Linked DNA regions of Callithrix jacchus: region 1 is linked to region 2. A link is a contact called in public Hi-C data. All regions are on one chromosome and are shown on one strand. The core of a region is the stretch at or near the end of the contact, and the rest is flanking DNA. Distances in the headings are between cores, read along the strand shown. Region 1 holds the start of MRTFA (myocardin related transcription factor A). Region 2 overlaps MRTFA (myocardin related transcription factor A).

Region 1 (6,484 bases), core at 718-3,217, 120 kb before region 2:
GTCTCTGCCATGAATGGGCAGAACTCACTTCCTGTCACTAATAAAATACACTTGTGCCTCCTCACCTGGACTTTTTCAGGAGGGCTGTGTCTGGGTGGGTACTATCTGGAATGCCCCAGCCCCACCCTGGTCATGTTTTGGGGAAATGTGCCCCACCCCAATAATTCCAACGGGGGTAATTTCTCCTCCGAGGCACACTTCTGCACCATTAGTCACCTGCGATATCCGCCTGGCACTGCAGTCACCGAAGTACATGCCTTAGCATCCCCCAGTTTGGTGTGAGCACCCCCAGGGTAGTGACTGTATCTTATACGCCCTCAGTGTTCTTACTCAAAAAATATTTGTCGAATAAATAATTTTATCAGGTATTTTGTGCAAGAATTTCTGCCTTGGGGGAAGGTGTGTGTGACTAAGGACCCACGAGGATCCGTCTAGCTCCAAGATTCTGCCACCGGGGCTTTGGTACTGAACCGGAAACTGACTTATAGTGAGTAATTGGGAATATTCCAAGGCCACTTTGACTTCCGCAGCTGTTGGAGAGAGCGGCACCCTCTCCCGCCCTCCCTCTGAGAGTTCACCAATGGGCAGTCCCAGAAGCCTTTGAGGGGGAAAAGAGGGTCATAGTGAGGATATACCCTGGAATGTAAAGTGAGCGGCTCCTTTTCAGTCTTTGTGTCTATTCACGGGTCCGCCCCAAACCTAGAAGAATGCTCCTGACCCCTTCTTCCTCTACCTACTGTTATTCCTTCCTCTGACTCTGTCTGGTGACCCTATCCCCGGACGCCTTCCGGAAAGCGCTTCCCCCCTCTTTTCCACCCCACCGAGTTGGAGTTATTTCTCCTTTTCTGGGCTCTCTCCCATTGCTGGGGAGGAAGAGGGACATGAACGGCCTGCCTGACCGCGGCTTTCGTCGCAATGGGCCTGGATTACTTTGTTTCTCTCTCCCCTTTTGCCTCTATCCTTTCTCCCTGTTGCAGTCATGGACTTCACACATTTAAAAAAATAGATATATATTCACAAATACAGTTTTTAAATCGGGCAGCCACCCTGCTCCCCGCCCCCCGCCCCCAGCCCAGAATAGGTTTAGAGAGGTGTCCGGGTTCACTTGCTGAGTGTGTGGCCTCTGCGCCTAAGGCGCGCCCCTTCACTACACGAATGGGTGCGGCAAGGGTATAGGATTTTAGAATTCCAAGAGTCGTCGGGGTTCATCCCGTGGAATCCTCCTTTTGCAAATGCTCTCTTGGAGTCTTCCGATGCAAGCTCTTGGGCTCACGCAGCCCTTTTCCTCTTCCAAGCCCAGAGCACTTTCGCTGCTGCTGATCACCACGGTCTTGGCAGGTAGGGAGGGGCAGGCAGGTGTCAGCGTCTTCCCTTTCACCGTTGGGGAAATTGACTCAGAGAAACAAGGTGACGGACCTCGGCGGGGCGGGACTGTAACAGGAATTCAGGGCTCCAGGCCAGAGAGGAATTTATTGTGTCTCGTTTTGGAAGCGTGAATGTGAAATGATCGACTTCGGAGTCCCAAGCGGAGACCCTTCAGCCCCGGAGAAGAATCAGGATGGGGTCTGGGATTAATGGAGTAATTACTCGCGGCTGAGCATTGATCCCTTGGCAACTTGGCAAGGTCCGGCAGGGTCCACCGCCCTTTCCTTCACAGGGTGACCAGTGGGCTGCGGCCTCTTTAAGGCCCAGCGCTCCGCCCCCGGCTCGTCGCCGACCTCTTCTTCGCAGCTCAGCCAGTTCCAGACTTTCCTCAGCGATGAGGTCATCTTCCCGCTGCCCATTGGCTGCGACGTGCAGTCAGTCACAGGAAGTCACGCCGCCGTCCTCGCCTTCTTCGTGCCGCTTCCTTCTCTGCCCGCCCCATAGTCCGCCGATCACGACCCCGATCAGGCCTATGATTGGCTAGCACCGCCGTCACTTCTCTAGTGGGCGGTCTTCAGGGCGGGAGGCGGGCGTGGTGGGCGGGCCCGCAGCTTCCGCGGCTGCGAGGAGCCGGCGGTAGCAGCGTCTGTGGTGGCCGCGGCAGCTAGAGCGACGGTCCCATCCTCACCACCTTCTCGGTTGCTGCTGGCCACTCGCCTTCCGCTGTCGGCGACTTCTTAGCTCCGTGCGCCCTGGATGGACGTTGAGCCTCTGGAGGAGACGCGGACGGCTAGAGCCGGAGTGGGGCGAGCCGCGGAGCCCGGCCAGGAACAGCGAGAGGCGGTGAGTGAGAGTCCAGGCTGGGGACCCCTCCCCCACCGCGGCCCCGCCCCGCCCGGAGCATCCTTTCTCCCCGCGACCCCTCTGCGAGCGCCCCCCGGGGGTCGGGCGGGGCGGCCCTCGCGCCCCCGGCCCTCTTCCCGCCGGCCTTCTGCCCCTGCTCTCGGGACGCGAGTCGCTGAACCGCGGTCACTGTGTCGGGGCCGGGGCCGGGGCAGGGGCCGGGACCGGGACCGGGACCTAGGCGGGCGGGCGGGGCAGTGCACCTGTGCACCGCCTGGCGGGGCCGCGGTGCTCTGGGCGGGAAGCACGAAAGTCCTGGCCCTCGCAGCTCCCCGGGTGTGTTTTGATTGCAGCGATGAGGTGTCGGCCTTTTCTCTGGGATCTCGTACAAACCTTCAGGATCCAAGTGCATTCTTGGGGATTCCCAGGCAGGGAGGCTCAGCTGTAGCAACCTAATCGCAGCCAGGTGTACAGGGCTCTGCAGATCTGAAACTTGATGGTCAAGAACTTTACCCTCTAAGAAAGCGTCTGTCTGCCAGGACGCTGGTTGCAGCCCACCCTCCCCGCCTCGGGTACCTTTGATACTCCATAGTGCCCAGGGCTGGACCTTTTAAGTCGACTCCCAAACCTGCCACTTACTTGCTAGCTGTGTAATCTTGTGCCTTGGTGTCCTCGTCTGAAAAATGAGAACGTTAATACCACCAATCGCATATGGCTGTTTGTTGTAAGTGTGAAATGAAATAATTCACGTGAAACGTTGGACACAGTGCTTGGCGCTAGTAAGGGTACAAGAAATGTTTGCTTTTGGGATGTTGAGAATGACTGGTTTGCCCCAGTGTACATTAAGCACTAGCCCAGCTTGGCTTTGTCAAGATTTCTCTCTCGTCTCCGTTATGCAGCATAACGAAAGGGCAGTTGAACGGTTAACTGCTTGCCAGCCTCTATTTGGCATGAAGTGTGTGTATATACAGGAATGTGGAATACATCACTTAAATGTAATAATGGAATTACCCCCTGCATATATTTTTGTATGGTTTTAAACTCATAAGACGTCTGGAATGTCCCCGAGTTCCAAGTTTTTGAGATCTTTACAGGGTCTTTTCTACATGAAGCCAAAGCTTGTAACATAAGACTTATTGTTAATAAGAAGTTAAACTTACAGGTTTTACTTCAGAAGACCCCTCCCAAAACTCCAAATGTCACTTACGCAGTTTTACTGTTGAAAAGCAGTCATCTCCCGGGGGTGAGGTGGTACAGCCAGCTGGCCCACAGCCCCATGACTGCAGGGTGGGGAACCTTTGGCTGGAAGTTATTAAACTAAGTTTTGCCTGATGTCGTTTGCATATTTCATAGCGAATGTTACTGTTTCTTTATGTTACTGTTTCTTACTGAATGGTTTAGAAAGAAGCAATCCATTACTGCATTATTTAAAAACACCTGCAAAGAAAAAAATATCTGTAGTTTAGCTCTGGTGTTTCAGTTTTTGGCCAATAACTGTTAAGAAGGGCCCCTTTTTGGGCTGGGCGCGGTGGCTCACGCCTGTAATCCCAGCACTTTGGGAGGCTGAGGAGGGTGGATCACGAGGTCAAGAGATCGAGACCATCCTGGTCAACATGGTGAAACCCCCGTCTCTCCTAAAAATACAAAAAATTAGCTGGGCATGGTGGTGCGTGCCTGTAATCCCAGCTACATGGGAGGCTGAGGCAGGAGAATTGCCTGAACCCAGGAGGTGGAGGTTGCAGTGAGCCGAGATTGCGCCATTGCACTCCAGCCTGGGTAACAAGAGTGAAACTGTGTCTCAAAAAAAAAAAAAGAAGGGCCCCTTTTTAAGAAGGCTTTCAAAAGTCACATCCACTAGAATAAGTAATTTAGAGTCAAATCAAGAGAAGTGGAAGAGTAATATATATCCCATCACCCAAAAGTATTTACTGGGGACTTTTCCTGTCCTTAGTACTCTGCCAGATGCTATCAGGGAGTGATCTGAAAAAGTATGAAATAGGATCTCAGCCTGTAAAGGGCAAAACCATAAAGTTTGGGTCCACCTGGTAGTAATTACAAGTACTACTTAAGGGATGACTTCATTTATTCATTCAGCAGACTTTTTGTTCCACGTTTGTATTGTGCCAGGTGTTTTTCCAAGGGCTGGGGCTATCAAGGTAAGTGAGATATGAGATATGGTCTCTGTGCATGAGGCGCTCACAGTCTACTGGGAGAGGCAAAAAAAAAATGAGATTGTAACGTACGGAAATAAACTCTTAAGCACATATCCAGACTTTAATGGGAGATTCAAGGGAGCTTTTTCCTGCAGATGTATGGGAAGGCTTCAAAGAAGATGGCATTTGGGCTGAATGTTAACTCAGATGAAGGAGAGGAAAACCATTCCAAAGACAAATCACAGCTTAGAAAGGTTTCCTGATAGGCTTGGCACAGTGGCTCACACCTGTAATCAATCTGAGCACTTTGAGAGGCCAAGGCAGGAGGATCACTTGAGGCCAGGAGTTGGAATTGAGACCAGTTGGGCAACATAGTGATAGCTTGTCTCCACCAAAAAATTAAAGAATTAGCACGCATGGTGGTGTGCACCTGTAGTCCCAGCTACTCAGGAGACTGAGGTGGGAGGATCTCTTGAGCCCAGGAGTTTGAGGTAGCAGTAAGTTATGTTCGCACTGCACTCCAACCTGGACTTGCAGTGAGACCCTGTCTCAAAGAAAAAAAAAATCCTGATAAACCTTCTAATACACCAGTTATAGGCCCCAAGGAGGGAGAAGGGAACTAACATTCCTGATGCCCACTACACAAAAGCTAGGCTTTTATTCTGTTGCATAAGGATAGGGAAACAGGCTGCAACTAGTTAAATAACTCATTTAGGGATACAGAGTTAACAGAACCAGGACTCGAATCTCTGACTTAAAAATACGGTATGTTCTTTTCCTTTCAACCTGCTTTTGTAGGGGTAAATATAAGAGAGGTTAAAAAGTTCTATGCATCGGCCAGGCGCAGTGGCCCATGTCTGTAATCTCAGTCCTTTGGGAGGCCGAGATGGGCAGATCACCAGAGGTTGGAAGTTTGAGACCACCCTGACCAACATGGACATACCTCATCTCTACTAAAAAACATGCACAAAATTAGCCAGGTGTGGTGGCACATGTGCGTAATTCCAGCTACTCAGGAAGCTGAGGCAGGAGAATCGCTTGAACCCGGGAGGCAGAGGTTGCAGCGAGCTGAGATTGTGCCATTGCACTCCAGCCTGGGCAACAAGAGCAAAATTCCGTCTCAAAAATAAAAAGAAAGTTCTACCTATATTATTATCATTTTACTATTACAGATTACTTTCTGTGAAATAAATGTTTCATATTTGATTTAGAATCACTAAGGTGATATAATAAATAAAACTTACCTTTATTAAATGGTATATATTTTATACCTATAAATTAGGTGGCATTTCCTAAAAAGTATGGCCTGTGGAAACATTCAGTAAAAATGGAGTACCTTGATATATACAGATTGTATATGAAGCACTTTACTAACTCTGTTAAAGAGGTATAAACTTTCTTCGAGAGTGCAGCTTACTTAAGTATATTTAAAAAGAATTTGTAGATGTATGGCCATTTAATTTCCAAAGGGGAAATTAGAATTTTTAAGTCATATTAACAAAGATGGTTGTATTACATTTAGGGAAAACACTATAGCAAGCCCATATACTAGCAGGCTCCCCAAGGGTGAAGATATCTGTTTTTCTTCCCAGCTTCTAGAGCAGTTCTTGGCACATAACAGGTACTCAGTAAATATTTCTTGAATATAAGATGAACATGAACAAATATATGTTTACTCCATGTTCTTGTGTCTGTATATATATTTATATAAATGCTGGGGTTGGTAGTTGGAATTAATAAACATAAGGAACATTTTCATCTACTGAGAAAAAACCTTGGTCAGGAGGTTATATTTCACATCTTTGAAAGAGAAAAGAGAAGACGTGGATGGGTATGGACAAAATGGTATAAGCTTGGGGAGTAGTTTTTTTTTTTTATAAATGAATACATTTTGGAAGAAAGGGAACATTGAAAAAAGAGAATGACCCACTGACACAATTCAGCAAATATGGACACTGTTTATGTCTAAGGTCTTAATAGAGTTTTGAGAATCAAGGAAATAGTCTCCACTCTCAAGGAACTTAGAATTTTAGAGAGCGGGTGTGTTAGCTGTCTTGCTGTATAACAGATTACCTTGAAAATTAGTGTTTGAGACAATTAACATTTCTTATTTTTCACAGTTT
Region 2 (5,644 bases), core at 1,096-3,595:
TAAGGATGGAAGGAGATAACACATATGAATTTAATTTCACTGGTGGCCTCTAGCCACCCTATACATATAATGGGCCAGTTCTAGGCTTCATCTTACCTGTTCGGTGTTTTCTTCTCATTCTATACTACTCAGAGTTCTTCACATAATCTTGGTTAACCTAAGCATACAATAAATTTATTAGAAAAGTATTAGTGCACAGCCTTAAAAGGAAGGCTGGATAACACAGTTTAGAAAATGAGCAGAAATTGAGTGAGGCAAGACTTGGTGAAGACCGTATAATGGGACCAGTCAGCTGAGGACTCTGTCTCTAGCACTGCTCACTGGACCTTCTCTGCCACTGCTGCTGGCCTGGTCTTCCATGAACATCTGCTGCTGTTGGCACTGCCACCAGTAGGCACTTGCCACAGTGCCATGAATAATTTGTTTATATTTTCCACATTTGTTTTATTCTTTCAATATTTGAAGATCTACATAGGAGGATCTTATTGACTTGGGTTATATATTTGTGAACTAGATGCCAGGGAACAGAGAGAGGGAATTTCTGTTAACTGTCAGTTCCTCTAATGGGAAAAGGTGACTGCGTTCCCCCATCTTAGAATTTCCTCCAAATAGGAAAGTATTCAAATGTGATGTGTGTATTTATATCTATATCCCTGACCTATTTCCTGAGTTCTAGATTCAATTAATTCACTAATTTCTTCCTGCATGCATTTAAACTGATACCACCATTCCCGGTGACTATCCCCAAGCCTGCATTCCCTAATTTATAGTGCCAGTTGCCCTGGCCAGGAAAATTAGGAGTCAGTTTCGATTCTTCCTTTCTGGTTGTACTCGTCACATCTATTTGACTTCTTAGTTCTCTAGATTTTACTTCTACCTTGACCTCTTATATTTTGTCTCTCCGCTCTATATCATATTCTCAGGATTTTTCCTTGTGGTTTCAGGGGCCTTGTTATTGGGCTCCCTGGCTATAGTTCAACTTTCCTCTGATCTGTTCATTCAGCTGCTAGGATACTTTTGCTGACTACCAATTCTAATCCTTTTCTTCTCCCGCTCACAATTCCTCCATTTCTTGTGAGGTAAAACTTAAACTATTTTATTTGTCTGGTCTCTGACTAAGTGGTTATCTCATATCACTTCCAAACTCACAGTCTCCAGCAGTACTGACCAGTTTTTGGTTCCCGGAACACTTTGTGCTTTTAACTCTCTGTTCCTTTGCATATTACTGTTCCTCTTTCTGCTTGCCAGCCTTCTCATCCTTCAGGTCTCAGTTTAAGGGTTACCTCTTCTGAGACTTGTGCTATCTTGGATTCCCGCAGAAACTGAGGTGCGCCTTCTGCTGTGCTCTCCCTAGGTTCACTGGGAGACCAGAAAGCGATTGTTTGCTGCATTTTCATTCCTAGCAGGTCTCATTGTCAGAAGAATGCCCCATGCAAGCAGGGGTGGTATCTAATTTCTGTATTCCCAGTTCCTAACACATAGCAGGTACATAATACTTTTTATTTAATGATTCAATGAAAGCACTTTGAGAATTAAAGCACCGTACACATGGCATATTCATCACCGGCATTTTCTTGTAAGCATTTAGGCCCTTTTTAACTCTAAAATTCTGTATATATTAATCAGTTTCTGGGGAGCAGTTTGGGTTTTATTTCATTCAATTATTTATCTGCTAATGACCAGAGGTCCAAGAACCCTACCTACCCCTCACAGGAGTTTGCCTTCTTTGTGATCAGCCTTATATATTCTTATACTAAGAAGTTGATTAAATGTACTTGCCTTTAGTTTCCCCAACCTCTCACTTAATATACATTTTAATCCTGAATCGTGATTTGCTTCATGTGTGAACCATTCCTTACCCCCAACCACTAATTCAGTCACTTTGCTTTAGTTGTCCTAGTTATCGTAAATTATACAGTGACTGGAGCCTTACACTGTACTGGTATTCTAGAGATTATGTAGAGAATCTAGAGAAATATCTTGTCAGTTTGACTGGATTGCTAGTTCTACAGTTCTTTTTCTCATCCCACAGTTCTCATTTGGGTTCTGTACTCCCACTGGGGGCCTTGGCAGAGCAAACAGTATATAGTTTAACTTCACTTTTCTTTTTTTTAAGTACTAGGCTGCTGTTTCTTGATTTACTGCACTGGGAGGAATACGTTTTGATTTTTTTCTTTTTCTTGTTCCTCCCTCAGAGGGAGCCTGCGTCATTGAGAAATGTTTAACCTCATGGCCTCAGACTGAGGCTGGAAATTTGCCTAAGGGAACTTGAAGCTGGCAGTATTTTTACTCAAATTCCTCCTCATGAGGAGGGGGATTTCAGCAGGACCTGCCCAAACAAGAAGATTTTGGGAAATTTTTAGTAGCAAAGCTGTTGCCATCAGATTACTGAAAAAGTTTTCTGGAGATAAGCTTTCTCCACTAGGAGAAAGCAGTAACTTCTATCAGGTAAACAAAAATTCAGACCCCGAAACTTAGCTTTTCAGTTGTGTGGTATGTTGTTACAAGAAAACTTTGACCAGCTCGATGAGAAAGAGAAGCTTCCGAGAAAGTTTAGAAACTCACTTAGGGAAAATAGCCTTAGGCTGAGGCAAATCTCTGTCGGCTATGGGGAGAATTTGGCTTTTTATCAACCCTGGATTATCCTAAGAGTAGGTCACAACAGGGTTATTTTTGGCAGATCTTTCTTTCAAGCACTTAATGATATTGGCATTATTTTCTATTTACAAAAGTACTTTGTTGACACAAACAACATATTTGCCCAGTAAGAGTTAGAATGGATGATCTTTTGTGCCCAAACACTGATTTCCCTAATACAGGAAGGTGTGAACCAGAAAATGTTTAGAATGTGACTACCTCTGCTTATTTTAATCTTTGTGTCACAGATGAGGAAAACTTGTATAGTTATTTGCCAATATGAAATGACAAACTGAGCAGGCACTGGACTCTGACAAAGGAAGAATTGTATAAACAATTTGTGACAGCTTTGTGACTTCCTAGAAAATTGGAAACAATTGCTCAGTACTAAATACAAGTACAAGCATTGCTGCCTACTCTGAAAGATAGTTGGACTTGTCTACCATCTTTTCTTTCTGTGTAGTGTATTTTCTACTGTTAGCTGGATGTTTGAGGGTTGAGCTATTGATACCAGCACCTTGTTAAAAGCTACTATGAACATGAAGAGAAACGTGGTAATCTTAAAAACCAAGATCTTTATTTATTTTTGGTAGAGACAAGGTCTCCCTATGTTGCCCAGACTGGTCTCAAACTCCTGAGCTCAAGTTATCCTCCAGCTTTGGTCTCCAGAAGTGTTGGGATTACAGGTGTGAGCCACCAAGCCCATCCGGAAGCCAAACTCATACTTTGCAGAAAAGTGTCCTTAAACCACAGTTAATATTATAAGAACATATTACTAATGTTCTTCCACCTTAAAGAAACTTCCAGTTGAGAGACAGCCTCAGTTGTGAGGCCAGAGATTCCAATATGAACTGAATATATTATATCCATAGAAAGTGGTAATGAGTGTAAATAAATCTTTTTTTTTTTTTATTTTTAAACACAGAATCTTAATTCGTTGCCCAGGCTGGGATGCATTGGCGTGATCTCAGCTCACTGCAACCTCTGCTTCTCAAGTTCAAGCAATTCTCCTGCCTCAGCCTCCTGAGTAGTTGAGATTACAGGCGTGCACGACCACACCTTGCTAGTTTTTTTGGTACTTTCAGTAGAAATGGGAGATGGGATTTCACCATGTTGGTCAGGCTGGTCTTGAACTCCTGATCTCAAATGATCCACCCGCCTCAGCCTCCCAGAGTGCTGATTACAGGCATGAGCCACTGTGCCCAGTGTGTAAATAAATCTTACTGGGAATAGACAAACCCATTTTTTTCACATCCTATCAGCATCTGTGATTTATTTTAATTTTTTGTTACTTAATCAAATTGGGGACGAATCAGATTGTCTTTAGTTGCTATTAGGATAAACTTATTTTGCCTAGAAGCCACTATGCTAATCTTAATAATAGCACCTGTGCCCAGGTACTGTTCTACATGCTTTATATATAAATCAACTCTTTTTTTTTTTTTTCCCGATACAGAATCTTTCTCTGTCATCCAATCTGGAGTGCAGTGGCTCAATATTGGCTCATTACAACCTCTGCCTCCCAGGTTCAAGTGATTCTCTTGCTTCAGCCTCCTGAGTAGCTGGCATTATAGGCACCTGCCATTATGCCCCCCCCCTTTTTTTTTTTTTTTTGAGACAGTCTCACTCTGTTGCCCAGGCTGGAGTGCAGTGGTGCAATCTCAGCTCACTGCAACCTCCCTCCACCTCCCAGGATCAAGCAATGCTCCTGCCTCAGCCTCCTGAGTAGCTGAGGTTACAAGCGTGTACACCATGTCCAGCTAATTTTTGTATTTTTAGTAGAGATGGTTTTTCACCATGTTGACCAGGCTGGTCTTGAACTCTTGACCTCATGATCCACCTGTCTCAGCCTCCCAAAGTGCTGGGATTATAGGGGTGAGCCACTGTGCCGAGCCTAAATCAACTCTTTTAATCCTTGAAATAACCCAGTGGTTCTTGACAGACTCGAGTGATCCACCCACCACAGCCTCCCTAGTAGCTAGGACTACAGGCACCCTTCTAATTTTTTTTTTTTAGACAGAGTCTCACTCTTTTGCCCAGACTGGAGTGCAGTGGTGCAATCTCGGCTCACTGCAACCTCCACCTCCCAGGTGCAACAAATTCTCCCTCCTCAGGGTCCTGAGTAGCTGGGATTACAGGTGCCCACCACTGTGCCCAGCTAATGTTTTTGTATTTTTAGTGGAGAGAGGGTTTTATCACGTTGGCCAGGCTGGTCAGTCTTGAACTCCTGACTTCGTTATCCGCCCTCCTCAGCCTCCCAAAGTGCTGGGATTTTGCTATGTTGCCCACCCGGGCAGTCTTGAGCTTCTGGGCTCAAGTGCACCCAGCTGGGAAGTTTGTTTTTCTTTCTTTGTCTTGCCTTTCTTTCTTGTCTGTCTTTCTCTGTCCCTCCCTCCCTTTTTTCTCTCTCTCTTTCCTTTCCTCCCACCCTTCCTTTTCTTTCTTCTTGAGATAGGGTCTCACTCTGTCACCCAGGCTGGAGTGCAGTGGTGCAGTCACTGCTCACTGCAGCCTCTAACTCTCAGACTCAAATAATTATCCCACCTCAGCCTCTGGAGTAGCCGGGACTACAGATGCATGCCACCATGCCTGGCTAATTTTTTGTAGAGATGGGTTTTTCCTTGTTGTCCAGGTTGGTCTTGAATTCCTGTGCTTAAGTGATCCATTTGCATTGGTCTCCCAAAGTGCTGGTTTTACAGGTTATGAACCACCATGCCTGGCCAAAAGATATGTTTCTAAGATTGTAATATGCGTCTCTTGGGCACACAGTAGCTTTCCACAAGGTGCCAATGGAGACCATAATGAATCCTAGTCAGAACTCACCAGCCATAATAAGCAGAATCAGCATTAATTATATATGGTCATTGAAAAAACAATGGTGTATTCAGCAATACTTCATTGATATATTTTATAGAGTACTTTTTGTATGTGTCACATATGCTTGCTGATAGCTAGTACATTGGGTTAGGTGTTTGCTAATAGTATTTATGCTACTGTATTTTAAAAC

Evidence for each region. A called contact is a pair of places that touch in the nucleus more often than the background predicts.
Region 1: a Hi-C map of skeletal muscle shows a contact between it and region 2, with 5 times the contacts expected there. The contact joins the promoter of MRTFA here to the enhancer-like site in region 2. A contact is called at or near these places in 2 of 3 Hi-C or Micro-C datasets (both in skeletal muscle).

The regions. Positions count from the first base shown.
Region 1 is chr1:191,339,839-191,346,322 of calJac240_pri, reverse strand. MRTFA (myocardin related transcription factor A) reads left to right here and starts at 1,967. Exons shown (of 14, transcript XM_078334625.1): 1 at 1,967-2,208.
Region 2 is chr1:191,223,827-191,229,470 of calJac240_pri, reverse strand. All of the region lies in intron 3 of MRTFA (myocardin related transcription factor A), which reads left to right. Among named protein-coding and RNA genes, the nearest start is that of MRTFA, 120 kb to the left of the region's middle. Within about 2 kb of position 2,345, at least 9 of the 16 cell types and tissues checked have an H3K27ac peak or open chromatin away from gene starts, as enhancers often do. A contact at or near this core is called in skeletal muscle, where this site is marked.